Linked DNA regions of Sus scrofa: all the other regions are linked to region 1. Evidence: chromatin contacts called from public HiChIP or PLAC-seq data. All regions are on one chromosome and are shown on one strand. The core of a region is the stretch at or near the end of the contact, and the rest is flanking DNA. Distances in the headings are between cores, read along the strand shown. Region 1 has its middle 150 kb from the start of SCARB1. Region 2 overlaps NCOR2 (nuclear receptor corepressor 2). Region 3 overlaps NCOR2 (nuclear receptor corepressor 2).

Region 1 (4,417 bases), core at 1,438-3,937:
TATTGAGCCCTTGTGCTTACTATTCTAAGCCCGGAACAGAAATTTCTCATTTAATTCTTCCCGACAAGAAGCCTGTGAAATCAGTTCATTCTCCATTTTGCAGATGAGGACATTGGGGCATGTTGAGGTCAAGTGACTTGGTGAATGCTGGGCCCCAAGTAAGGGGCAAATGGCCTTCAGACACAGCGGGAGGGCCCAGTGAGGTTTTGCAGAGAATGGCCAGAAATGAGTATGAGAGATTGTGAAACCTGCCCATGTTATCATCGACTACCAGGCTGTGGGTAAAAACAGCAGTTGTTTTCGCCACGTCCCGGGTGCTCTCTGAAGGGCTTTGTCTCCAGCAAGAGTCCATTAAGGGACAAGGTGCTATTATGATCCCGGCGTTCCAGGTGATGAAACCAAGGCACAGAAAAATGGAGTGCCACACCCAGGTTCCTCGGCTAAGATGCGGCAGAGCTGGACCTCCAGCCTAGAGATCTGGGGCCTTAACCCTGGCACTCCACTGCCTCTCGGGGCCCTACCTCCTTCCTCTCCCATGTCAGCCCATTTTGCAAAGACAGAAACTGAGGTTCTGCCTGGTGATGCTTGTTGCTCAGGACTACACAACTACTTGGAAGCAGAGCTGATAGCTAACCAACCTAGAGCCAGTGTTCTAACCACAGGGCTCCCCCATCACTTCCCCAGAGTGCCCGATACCAGGCCAGAGGTGAATGGGTTTCGCCTTGACTGTGCCACATCCAGCTTGGCTGGATGGGCCCTGAGGGACCGCACCCTTTTCAGGCCTCTTGCCACTCTCTGCTGAGATAATGCTGACCCAAAAGATCATAGGCAGAAGATGGCTCGGTGCTCTCCACATCTGTCGCTTGCTCAGCATTCTTGCTGAACTTAAAAAAAAAAAAATCCTTGAGACTGCCAGAACCAGAGCTGGGGCTTGCTTAGAATGAAAAAGAAGAAAAGAAAAAACTGATAATGTCAGGAATTCTTGCAAGCCAATGCAAATCAAACCAGCTGAATCAAAAAGGGAATTTCTTGGCTCAAGTAACTAAAATTCCAGAAATAGTTTCAGCTTCAGGCATAGCTGGATCCAGGGGCTTAGATACTGTCATCAGGCCTAAATGTCTCTCTCCCTCTATTTCTCTCTCCCTCTCCATGCTGGCTTCATGCACAGATGCCACATGGTAGCAAAATGGCTGCCAGGAATTTTATGCTACATCCCCCAGGTCAGGACCTAACAGGAAAGAGATGCCCCTTCAGCATCCCCACAGCCCCCGCAGCCAAATCACCAGATGAGCCTTAAATGGCCATCGTGAACCAATCACAGAAGCTAGAGGAATGCAATAAGCCAGTCCGTTTAGAACAGAATCATCCTCCCTGGAGTTGGGGATGCACCATCTTTGGGCTGAGAATGGAAGAATGATGCCCAGATGATAAATAGGGCTGCTGCCAGGAGGAGGAGACACAGGCTCTGGGAAGACAGGAACAGGTGTTCATTATGTTGGGAAATGAATCGGACCCTGTGTGCAGGTATCTTCCGTTTGCTGACATCTCTCTCCTCCTTCCTGCCTCAAGCTCTCTGCCTGGAGGCTGATCCACACAACCCACAGCCCACTGCCCTCTGCTTTCTGGATAGACTTGGCCCATAAGGAGCCCCTGCAGGACTCTGGGGGAGAGTGAGGTCAATGGCTCCCCAGGGCTGGTTGTCTCCTTCCATTGAGGGGCGTCATGCCCACTTCTGACAGCCGAAGATGCTACGTCTTTTCTCCTACTGGTTTCTGAAACTCCTCCTTTCCAGCCCCAGGTGACAGCAGCTCCTCCATTTCTAGCCCAGGATTTCCCCCAGGCCTGCCCAAGCCTTTGCAAATAACCCCTTTATGCAAACCTTCTGGAATGACCCTTCTGTGACTGTGCCTACATTTCCTGAAGTCATGCTCCCAGAGAGATGCCAAGAGGAAATCCAGTCTGGGCTGGGACACCTGCTTTTTCCCATGATCTTCCCATACCGGCCTCTCCCCCAGGGCACCCCCTGCCTTCCCCACATCTGAAAAGCCAGTGAGTTGAGTAAGACAAAAAAGTGTTGGAGACCAAAGGGACCAACAATGTCACTGTAACTTAATGCCACTCAACTGTACACTAAAAGAGGGTGGAAAGGGTAAATTTTATGTCTCTTTTACCATAATTTGTTTAAATGCTTAGGGGAAAAAAAGCCATTGCACACAAACCCTCCTCCACCCAGTGGCCCATTTATGACCCCACTCCCACCCCCACCCCCTTACTCGGGATTCTGGCGATCCCTGCTCAGAGGCATTTGAAAGAGGTGGTGTCCTCTGAATTCATGCTGTATTGATTCTTGTTTTGTGGAGAGAACAAGGCACAGGCTGATTTCCTTCCAGTGGATCTGAACTTCAGATGCCCCCAGGGCCTCGGGTACAAAATGATGCAAACCATTTCCACAGCCAACGGGGAGGCGTCCCAGCAGCCCAGCCGTGGCCATCCGGGGGTGGGCAAAGGGAGAAAGGCGTTTGGCAAACACGACGGGGGAGAAGCCATGGGGACAAGGTCTCAGCAGACGCCCAAGTTCCCCTTCCCAGCGCAGGAACTGAGTCATCCTGCCCGCACCCTCCAGCAGCTGCTCTTGGGCCGGGAATGCCCTGGTTCTGAGGACAGATGCCCACGGTCAGCAAACCAAGGATGAACCCTTCCACTAGGGGAGACAGGGACCCAGAACACATGGCAGCCAGGTTCTAGAAGCTGATGATAAAGAGTGAGCCCAGAAACCGGCTTTCATGGAGCTGGCACTCCAAAGCAGCTGTGTCCCCGGGAAACAGAAGCCAGCCACGTGCAGAACTGAAAATTTCCTGTAGCCACATTAAAAAAAAAAAAAAAAGAAGAAGAAGAAAAAGAAGAAGAAAAAAGAATTCCCTGATAGCGCAGAGGGCGAAGGATCCCACAGTATCTCTGTAGCTGCTCTGGTTGCTGCTGTGGTGTGGGTTAGATCCATGGCCTGGGAATTTCTACATGCTGTGGGCACAGCCAAAAAAAGAAAAAGAAAAAGAATGAAAGAAAAGAAAACCAGATGAAATTGTTTGATATTTTATTTAACCTAATTGATCCAAAATATTATTTTTTCAGCATTGAATCCACATGAAAAATTATCAGCGAGATATTTAGGTTCCTTTTTTTTCAGATGAACGCTTTGAAATCCACTGTACTCTACGCTGACAGCTCATCCTCATGTGGGGGTCAGTTCCCATCAGAAACACTTGATCAGCATTTTGGTTTCACAAAATCAACAAGTTAGAAAAGGTAGATGAACCTACCCAGGAGGTTCCGCAGAGACTTCAAAGTCTTCCAAGCACTATCCAAAAATCCTTTCACTTTAATATTTGCATCCACGTCTGTTGCAACCAGCTGGGTTTTTTCATTTTACATTTAAATTGATTAAAATAAAAGGAAATTTAAATTTCCATTCTGTAGTCTCACCGGCCACATTTCAGGTGCTCCAATGGCCATATGTAGCTATTGTTTGGGGCAAGGCAGCAGAGAGCCCATTAAAATGTATATAAAAGGAATCATTTCTTTTTCTTTTTTTTTTTTTTAAAGGAATCATTTCATCTAAACGGAATCACACAGTAGGTCCTCCTTTTGTGTCTAACTTTGTGCAGCAGCTTGGTGCGGGATCTCAGTTCTCAGACCAGGGATGGAACCTGGGCAGCAGCAGTAAAAATACCGAATCCTAACCCAAGACCACCTAAGGAATTCCCCTAACTTCTTTCATTTAGCATAATTGTTCTGAGAGTCATCCACGTTGTCATTTGCATGTACATAACCAAGGGAGGCTGGGGCTAACAAGAAATCAAGCAAAAGACAAGACTGAAGAGAAGTCTGGAGTCCTTGGAGACAGAGAAGAAATCTGGGCAGGCCTCTCTGTGGAGGTGACATTTGGGCAAAGACTTGAAGGCAGCAGGGGGTTTGAGCCATGTTTGGATCTAGGGGAGCAGGAATAGACAGTGCAAAGGTCTTGCGGAAGGAGTATGCCTGGTGGGTTCTGGAAGCAGGGCAGAGGCTGTGAGGGCTGGAGTGGATGGAGAGGGGGAGAAAATGCAATCAGAGGGGGCTCAGGGCCAGATCGTATGAATCTGGTGGGACTTTATAAGGACTTGGGCTTTTGCACTGAGAGTGATGTTCTCCTCACTGGGCTCCAGGGTCCCCTGCTCCCACTCTAGTCCATTCTCAGCCCAGTTTGCCCTCTTCTTGTCTGATTTCTTTCATGTTGCCTAGTTATGCTGAGCGTTATCCATAGTGGGTGCATATCAATGTTAATTTCTTATTCTTGTTGAGTTGTGGTCCTTTATGTGGATAATCCACTGTTTTCTTATCCATTCACCTGTCAATGAGCCATTGGTCTATTTCCAGTTTG
Region 2 (4,668 bases), core at 1,464-3,963, 270 kb before region 1:
CTGAATGCCTTCTTGATGCTTCAGCATAATCAGAAAACCCGTCTCTGGTCCTCATGCCCAACACCCCCTACCCCACCCCGTTTTTCAGCTTCTGACCAAGGCCACCTGTGACTTTGGTCCTCAACAAACCCAGCAGCGTGATGACCCCAAAGGGCTGTCAGGCCCACATTGAGGAGGAGCAGAACTTGACCCCCAGCTCCTGGGGGCCCCACACGGATGTGTGCTGCTCCAAAAACCGCACTTGGGAGATCAAGTTCAAGTAGCAGACAACAGCCACACGGGTTCGTGGCCGTGTGCTGAGGCCAGCACCCCCGGGGTGGGAATCAGCATGAAAGACACACAGTCCAGCCCACCACCAGAGCAGGGGACCCTCTCCACTCTCTCAGCCTGGCCAGAGAGGCCCCGGTCTGAGAGCAGAGAGCAATACGTCAGACGAGGAAAAGGTGAGAAGATGTCCACCAAAATGGGCCAGAGAAAACAATGCAGTTCCTGGTGAAGACGAGTAAGAAACCCCCAGGGCCACTAAGCAGCTCCACCAGTGGAGGGCAGGTAAGGTGGCCGACAAGACGATCCAGCCCTGCCTGGGCCCTCATGGAGCAAAGGGACACAGCAGGAACGGCCATGAGGGGATGACATCCAGTCACACTGCCCAGCCCCAAGCACCACCTGTAAGGATGAGAGCAGCTCCGGAGGACCTCTCAGGATGAGGAAGTCCCCCTCCATGTCTAACCACAGTGCCACCTGCTGTGGCCTGTGTGCTGATGTGCTCTCTGTCCACTGAAGGCGGAGGGTACTGGGCTCCTCGGGACAGTGCACAGCAGTGGCTTTGGCCCTTCCTGGGGCAGCACTGACCCTGATCAGGGGGGTTCCACACGGGCAGCCCCGCTGGACAGGAGAGAAAGCAGACTGCACAATCAGACACACGCACGTGCACTTACACATACACACATACATACAGACACATCCTCACACATACACATGTGCACATACACACGTACCCCCTTACGCATACACACTCACACTGACACACAAACACACAGGCGCATGGGTGGCCCCACTGGCCAGGGGAGGAAGCAGATCACACACTCACATACACGCATGCACTTATACACATACACACATAAACATGTGTACACGTTCACACATACTCCCTTACACACACATGCACTCACATGCCAAATACACACACTAATATTCTCAGATTCACAATACACACTCATAAACTCACACACGTACATTCTCACACTCACACTTCAGAGGCTGAAATACCACCAAGCAAGTCTGTGGGATGCTGGGAGCAAGAACCTGAGAGGAAAAGGAGCATGGGCCCCTAAGACCACAGTCTGTGTGTGTTGTGACGACAAGTCACCCTCAGCCTCTTGCTCACTCTCAGTGAGTTTTTTTTTTTTGCTTTTTAGGGCTGCACTCGCAGCATATGGAAGCTCCCAGGCCAGGGGTCAAATGGGAGCTACCGCTGCTGGCCTACACCACAGCCATAGCAACGCCAGATCCTTAACCCACTGAGCGAGGCCAGGGATCGAACCCGCAACCTCATGGTTCCTAGTTGGATTCGTTTCCGCTGCGCCATGCCAGGAACTCCTCGGTGGGAATTCCTCACCATCCCCACCATCATCACTCTCCTCATCTTCTTCTTCATCATCGCTGTCATCACCACCATCATCAAAGCATCGTCCCGTTCTTCTTCACCATCACCACCATCATACCACGGCTGACGCTGGCTAAGCACGACCACGTCACATGCCTGGCAGAAAACCGATTCCTTCCAGCGGACTCACTGTCCCAAACCCCAAAAAGCTATGACTACCATCCCCTTTGTACAGGCGGGAGCTCAGAGCTTAGGGCCAACAGCCTGTCGCCTGAGGTCATGCAGTCAGCGACAAGGAGGTCAAGATCCTGATGGTTATTCTCATAAAGTCTAGGGTGTCTACTTTTTCTCCTGCTGCTCATGCTTTTGGTGTCACACCCAAGATCCACTGCCAAATCCAAGGTCCTAAAGATTCACCTGTATGGGTTTTTTTTCTAGGAACTGTATGGCTTTAGCTCTTGCTTTGGGGCCTTTGATTTATTTTGAGTTATTATTTGTTCTAATTCTGGAAGCTGGGGTACAACTCTACTCTGTGTGTGAGGACGAAAAATAAGAAGCTCAGAGGTGTGGGGGATATGAGAGGAGTGAGCAAACCCTTAGCTGTCTCTAAAAAAGAAATTGATAAAAAGGACAGAGGGGACAGGAGAAAGAAAAAAAGCAGATTATGCTGAAAACACGCCAATATCCACTCTAGTGGGTTCGATCGTGACCCTCCCCTCAAAAGATGTCTCCACATCCTAACCCCAAGAATCTATAAATGTGACCTTTTTTGAACAAAAGGTGTTTTCAGTGCAATAAAGTTAAGCGTCTTGAGATGAGGTCATCCTGGATTAGGGTGACCTCTAGATCCAATGACAGACGTCCATGTGAGGGAAGAGAGGGGAGAGGCCAGGTGGTGATGGAGGCAGAGAAGGGAGTCATGAGGCCTTAGCTAAGAACCGCCTGGAGCCGCCAGGAGCTCGAAGAGAGAGGCAGGAAGCCTCTGGAGAGAGCGCAGCCCCGCCCACATCTTGATCATGAACTTCTGGCCTCCAGAATAGTGAGAGAGGATGAGTTTCTGATGTTTGAAGGCACCGAGTTTGTGGTCATTTGTTGCAGCAGTTTCAGGAAATGAATACATCCACCGTCCACGCTGAGCTCAGCCCCTGACTGATCCATCCTGCAAGGCCACCATCAATCACACAGGCTCCCTGTGCCAGGCACTGCACTCACCCTTCCTGCAGCCTCGCCATGACCCCATTTCACAGATGAGGATAATCGAGGCTTGGGGTAAGACAGCTCTCCCAAGATGACACACAGCGGGTATGATGGGTGGGGTTTGAACTTGTTCATCTGTGACTCAGCCTAGTACCCCCACCCCCACCAACACACACACACACACAATCTGGCTTCCAGGAGTAGGGGGCAGGGAGTGAGCTCAGTTTCTCAGGGAAAGACAGGCAGCACTGGCAGAGGTTGAGCACCCCTCTGGGGGAAGAGCCTCAGCTCTGTGGGCAGAGCAGGCGTGCGGGGAGAGCGTGGGCAGCTTACTCAAGGTCCTAGGAACCTCGAAGGAGTGAGCCAAGCAGACTCACGGTGGGGGCAGGGGGCATGCTGAGCTAAGGGGGCCGTCTTGATCAAGCCCCCACCCGGTCCTGGCTGACACGATGCATGGGGCTTCAGGCTTATTATATAAGAACAAGGACAACATCATTCCAGATACCTCCTGTCTCAGCTTCTGCGGTTTCCAAACTCATTTTCACAAGGGCCTCTCTTAAGGTAGGCTCAAGTTGGCCACAAAGCCACCCAGAATTTCTTAGAAGACTCCAGTTCCTCTATCTTTACGTAAGCCCATTCCCCCTCCACCCCCTCGAGGGACCCCCAAGGGGCAGTGGGAGACTTCTTAAGAACTCGCCTACCCAACTCCACCAGCCCACCAGCTGCCAGGACCCTTGTAAAATGTAAATCCCTTGTAAAATGTAAATTGCATGGCCTTCCTCCCACCCCAGAGGAGCCCCAGGCCCAGGCAGAACCTCTGTGGAAAGACTGGAATTTGGGGTGTGATAATGAGAGAAGTTCCTTGCTCCAGGAGAGACAGGGAAGCAGTGGGGTGAAGGTCTGGGTGTCTGCACCTCCTTTCTAACGGTTCAACACAAAAACATTCACACACCCATGCGTACACACACACACACAGAGCTAATATAAAGAAATGTCAACCATGATGGATTCTAGATCATGGCACATATACACATTCATTGTATTCTGCTGTCCAATTTCCTGACTGACTGTCAAATTTTCTGGATAACTAAGAATTCTTCTATTAAAGACTTTGTATTCCTCATTGAGAATACATTTATAAGAATAAATTAAGTGTCCCATTGTATTTAGAATAAAATCTAGGAGTTCCATCCTAGCTGAGAGCAAACGTTTCTAAGTGACCTGGCTCCCAGGATTTTCAAGCACAATCCCTTCACTCCTGCCCTGACTTCAGATGTGCCTGCCATATTCTGTCCCGTGTTACTCCAGGCTGGTTCCTGCCTCAGGGCCTTTGCACATGCACTGCCCTCTCCTTGATATTCAGACCTCCAGATGGTCCTTTCTGGTCACTCCCATCCAGCTGTTCCGACCCCAACCCCAACCCTCTGCACAGCACTTATCACAGCTGAACACAGCTCAGCACTGCACCAGGCCCACAGCAGGGGCTCAGTAAATATTTCTTAATTCGATGAATAAGATGGGATGTCCCGTTTCAGGAACCCTGTCTACCCAGCCAGATGCCTCTGAGCACCATCCAGTCAATCTGGGAGTCTGAGGAAGTTGAGAAAGACAAGGTTGGGAAGCCCACCACTTTTCACCCCATGGGGCCCTGGGGTCCAGAGTGCCACCCACCTAGCTTCCCATTTGCCCAGCATCTGGGTCAAACTGGTTTCCAAAAAGAAACCAGTTTTTGAATGTACTAATATGCAGAACTGAAAAAAAAAATGCATAGAATTGAGAGTACAACCTGATCAAACCACTCCTGAACTCCACTCGGACTCTATCAGTTATATAAATTCCTTTACTGCTTAAGCCCATCTGAGCCA
Region 3 (4,624 bases), core at 252-2,751, 310 kb before region 1:
CTGTTTTCTTTCACCAAAATCCCCCAAAGGTGGTTGTAAGGGATTAAAGAGTGTTCCCCCATCACCACCCAGATTTCACGTCCATCCACCTGTAACCTGCAAATGTGACCTTATTTGGAAAAAGTCTTTATAGATGTGATCAAGTTAAGATGAGGTCATACCGGATTAGGGTGGGTCCTTATAAGAAGAGGAAAATTTGGACAGAGCCACACAGAGGGAAGACAGCCATGTGGAGAAGAAGGCAGAGGTTGGAATGTCTAGGAGCCCAGGAACGCTGACGACTGCCAGCAACACCAGAGGCTGGGGGGGAGGGGGGCAGGCAGGAGCCTCCCCTGGAGACTTCGGAAGGAGCAGAGCCCTGCTGACACCTTGATTTCAGACACATGGACTCCAGAACAGGGAGCATACATTTCTGTTGTTCTTTTTTCTTTTTCTTTCTTTTTTCTTTTGCTTTTTAGGGCAGCACATGCAGCATATGGAAGTTCCCAGGCTAGGGGTCAAATCAGAGCAGCAGCTAGAGCCTGCGCCACAGCCACAGCAACACCAGATCCAAGCCACGACTGTGACCTACACCACAGCTCTCAGCAACGCCAGATCCTTAACCCACTGAGCGACGCCAGGGATCGAACCACATCCTCATGGATATTAGCCGGATTTGTTACCGCTAGGCCGCAATGGGAAACTCCTATTTCTGTTGTTCTTAAGCCAACCAAGTTTGCACTTGGTTACAGCAGCCCCAGGAAACTAATATTGTGGGCGATACTCTAGTTCCCATTGTGCAGATGAGGAAATTGAAGCACAGAGAGGTTGACTGGCTTGCCTGGGGTCACAGAGCTAAAAGGTCCAGAGGCTGAGGTCCAGCTTCTCTCTGGGGATGGGAGACCCTCTGCAGCTCATCCTTTAGGGCATGCTATTGGAAGTCCTTCAGGATGCCTGGGGCAGGCTCAGAGGTCCCAAGGCCCTGGGGATACCCGGCCGCTCCCGTCAGGGGCTCCATGAGAGAGGGACCAGGGCCTGCACATCTCTGGGTACCCCTGTCCTGTACATGGTGAGGCACTGCATCAAGGACAATGAAAACCGAGAGGATGGCTGGATGCCATCCGCCTCGGGCACAGCTGGTTCTTGGGTACTTTCTGAGTTTCCAAGGGCTGGGGGCACTGGAACATTCCTAGCCTTCCCACCCCTGCCCGCTGTGGAGATGGGAGTCTCTGGGAGCTGCCAGCACCTGCCTCCCCGCCCCGACCTCCTCCCGCCGCCTGGAACGCACAGCCATTAGCAGCCACCCTGAGCGGTAATTGTCCAGATTGCTGTAATTCACGGCGGACGAGCACGCTGGCGCTCATCACATTATCACAAATGTCACTGAGCAGGGCCTTGGTGCTCACCATTCCCAGGGGCCTCATGCACTGCCGTCTCCGTGGGCAGGACTCAGGATGAGCTCACTACTGCTGCTGAGGACCCAACCTTGAGACGGTGGGGTGCGCTCCCGTCGCACCGGTGACTCATCCTCCCAGCCCCTGGGTCTGCCCTTCCGAAAGGGAGAGAGAGGGCAGCCTGTGACTCAGCCAGCTCCCGGTTCCCAGGCAACAGGGAAGGAGCTGGTGACGGGGCTGCCATGACGACAGGGGACGCAGCACAGGCTGGCAGTCCCGGGGCAGGCGTGTGGAGCCCCTCACTCCGCTGGTGGGTGGGTCCCTGGGCAATAACACCGCCCATGGCTGAGATCCCAGAGTCTCACATGTGGTTAAAAAAAAACCCAAAAAACATGCAATTCTACACAGATGTTTGCAGCAGCATCATTCACAACAGCTGAGAGGTGGAAACAACCTCAGTGCCCATTAACCACTGGATAAACAGAGTGTGGTACGTTCACATAGTGGAATATGACTTAGTCATAAAAAGGAATGGAGCACTGACACAGGCTACAGCAGGGAGGCACCTGGACAGAATGATGCTGAGAGCAGCCAGACACCCAAGGGCAGACGCATGATCTAATTCACACAAAAGTCCCAAAACGGCAGAACCATAGAGACGGAAAGCAGACTGGTGGGTGCCAGAGGTTGGCAGGGCTTGGGGAAATGAGAGTGACTGCTAATGGGTATGGGGTTTCCGTTCGGGGTGGTGAAAAGCTCTGGGACTAGACAGTGGTGATGGTTGTACAACACTGTGAACGCAATTAATGCCACTGAATTGTACACTTGAAAATGGTTAAAATGGTAGATTTCGTGTTTTGTGTGTTTGGTAATCACCAAAATTAAAGGGAGGAAAAAAACAATCACACAATTTCAATAAAGCCTCTTTTGCATCCCCGGGCGAAATCTGTACCAGAAACCACAAAGTGGACACAGAAAACAGAAGAAAGGACGACAGGGCCCCTTAGGGGGCTAACAGCAGCCCCTGTACCCACAGGCCCCATCAACGCCCCTCTGACCGCTGAGAACAGGCCCTCAGCTGCCAGAAGCAAGCAGCTCCTCCCCTTGTGGAGGATGCTAAGGGTCCAGCAGGGTCCTTCCTCCAGGCCCACCTCGCCCAATGGCTGGGAGCTTGGAGGAAAGAGGTTGGGAGATTCCGAGGGGCAGGGTGTCCAGACAGGGGCCCCGAGGGAAGGGCCAGGTCTCAGGTGGGGGCCCTGATCCAGTCTGCGGCTGCTCCTGCTCAGACGCTCAGGCCCCTCCTGGGGTGGAGGGTGGGGGCAGGGCAGGCAGCCCCTGGTCCAGGGTCTCAGCCTCCAGGCCCCACTGTCCCCATGCACCTGGGTCCTTCATTAAAAAGGCCTTTTGTTCTCTCCGAGTTACAACCTGGAGCTCTGGACACAAAGAAGCTGCACGTCAGCAGTGGGGCCTCAGCAGGACCTTGGGGACAAGAGCCAGGAGGCCACCAGCTCTAGGACTTGGGCCACCCTCAGCCTCTGCTCCTCCCTGTCTTGTCCACGAGACGGCCAGAAGCAAGCCACCTCTCAGGGCTGGGGTCCAGATCAATGAAAGCCATCAGGCCAAATGGGCTCGGATGCCAGCCACTCCATCCCGAGCCTGTCGGTGCTGAGCTGGCCTGACGGCCCCTGCCCTGGGCATAGGCGAGGGAGGGGCGGCTGGAGCATCTCCCAGAGATGGAAGTGGGGGACAAACACAGACACAGCCCCAGTGGTGCCAGGCCCATCCTCAGCACCCCAGTGCCTGTTATCTCTGGTTCCTCTCGGCCAGCTTGCACACCCCTCCCATTTCACAGATGGGGAAACCGAGGCCCAGAGACAGGTCACTGAGTAGGGCGGTCAAGGGCCCAGCCCTTCTGGCTCCAATGAACAACAAATGTGCTAGAGGCATCTACGGAGAATGTGGGGTCATCACCACAGCACAGGGCCACCGGCCACCAGCCACCAGCCACCCCCGGGTAGATGGTGCAGCTGAGGGGGGACAAGGGGATACCGTGAACCCACCAGCAGGCTCTGCACCTTCCCACAAAGCACCCAAGTGTGCCACGGCCACTTCGTCTACGGGGCTACCATGTGCTGACCCCAGAGGTCACGGAAGCTGTCCACTGACAACACTGCCACACAGACCCGTTTTCTGGAGGACAAAACTGAGGTTCCAAGGAGACTCGGCAAATGCGCAGAGCCCACCCCCGCAGACACACCACAGCCCCCGTTCAAGGACACGCGTGTCAACCTTCTCCCCCTACACGAGCGGCAGGACCCAGAGGGCGATCAGAACAGCCAGAAACCCCTCACCTTTCTTGGCTGTTTCCATCTCTTCCTCGGTCCAGCGAGAACTCTCGTTCATCTCCATGGAGGCTGAAAAGGGAGACAGGGACGTGTTGGCGGCAGCCCGGAGTGACGCGTTTTCTCTGCCTCCGGGGACACCTGCTGGGCTGGGGGTGTGCAGTCGCCCCATTTTACAGATGGGGAAACCAAGGCAGCCCAGGGCCTGGACTGTCAGCTGCCTCTGCAGGCACTTGGCTGGGACGGGGGTGGCCCCCTGGGAGCGTGGTGACCACATGAGGGCAGAAGAAAACGACAAGCAACGTGAGCTTTGGCAGAACCTCATCTGAATGTGGACTCACTGGGACCAGATGCTCCTTTGTCACAGGGACAGTCCCAGGCATTGCAGCCTTCTTGGCCTCTGCCCACCAGGTGCCAGGAGGCACCCCCACTCCATCTGGGACAATGACAAATGTTCCCAGACATGGCCACCTGCCCCTTGCTCTATAGTGAATACCATACTCTGGCCCCCACCCCATTCAGTGCAGGTGTGAGGCTGCTCATGCTCTGGAGAAGGGGCACTGCTGCCTTGGAGTCAGGGGGAGTTAGCTACGTGTCTGCTGTGGCTGTTTTGTTGTTGTCGTTTTAATTTTTTACTTTTTGCTTTTCAGGGCCACATCTGTGGCATATGGAGGTTCCCAGGCTAGGGGTCAAATCGGAACTACAGCTGCCAGCCTACACCACAGCCACAGCCACAGCAACACCATACCTGAGCCTCATCTTCAACCTACACCACAGCTCACGGCAACACTGGATCCCCAACCCACTGAGCGAGGCCAGGGATGGAACCCACATCCTCATGGATACTAGTCGGGTTCATTACTGTTGAGCCACAACGGGAACTCCATTTTTTAAAAATTTTTAAAAGTT

The links. HiChIP or PLAC-seq counts read pairs in DNA pulled down with a chosen protein or histone mark.
Region 2: a contact with region 1 is called in an H3K27ac HiChIP or PLAC-seq map of alveolar macrophages. The contact joins two enhancer-like sites. A contact is called at or near these places in 2 of 2 datasets of contacts at active chromatin or transcription factors (alveolar macrophages and skeletal muscle).
Region 3: a contact with region 1 is called in an H3K27ac HiChIP or PLAC-seq map of alveolar macrophages. The contact joins two enhancer-like sites. A contact is called at or near these places in 2 of 2 datasets of contacts at active chromatin or transcription factors (alveolar macrophages and skeletal muscle).

The regions. Positions count from the first base shown.
Region 1 is chr14:28,444,946-28,449,362 of Sscrofa11.1, reverse strand. No RefSeq gene overlaps it. Among named protein-coding and RNA genes, the nearest start is that of SCARB1, 150 kb to the right of the region's middle. Within about 2 kb of position 2,687, at least 8 of the 83 cell types and tissues checked have an H3K27ac peak or open chromatin away from gene starts, as enhancers often do. A contact at or near this core is called in alveolar macrophages, where this site is marked.
Region 2 is chr14:28,712,851-28,717,518 of Sscrofa11.1, reverse strand. All of the region lies in intron 10 of NCOR2 (nuclear receptor corepressor 2), which reads right to left. Among named protein-coding and RNA genes, the nearest start is that of NCOR2, 72 kb to the right of the region's middle. Within about 2 kb of position 2,713, at least 2 of the 83 cell types and tissues checked have an H3K27ac peak or open chromatin away from gene starts, as enhancers often do. A contact at or near this core is called in alveolar macrophages, where this site is marked.
Region 3 is chr14:28,749,163-28,753,786 of Sscrofa11.1, reverse strand. It overlaps NCOR2 (nuclear receptor corepressor 2), which reads right to left. Exons shown (of 49, transcript NM_001044576.1): 18 at 3,725-3,787. Among named protein-coding and RNA genes, the nearest start is that of RFLNA, 90 kb to the left of the region's middle. Within about 2 kb of position 1,501, at least 18 of the 83 cell types and tissues checked have an H3K27ac peak or open chromatin away from gene starts, as enhancers often do. A contact at or near this core is called in alveolar macrophages, where this site is marked.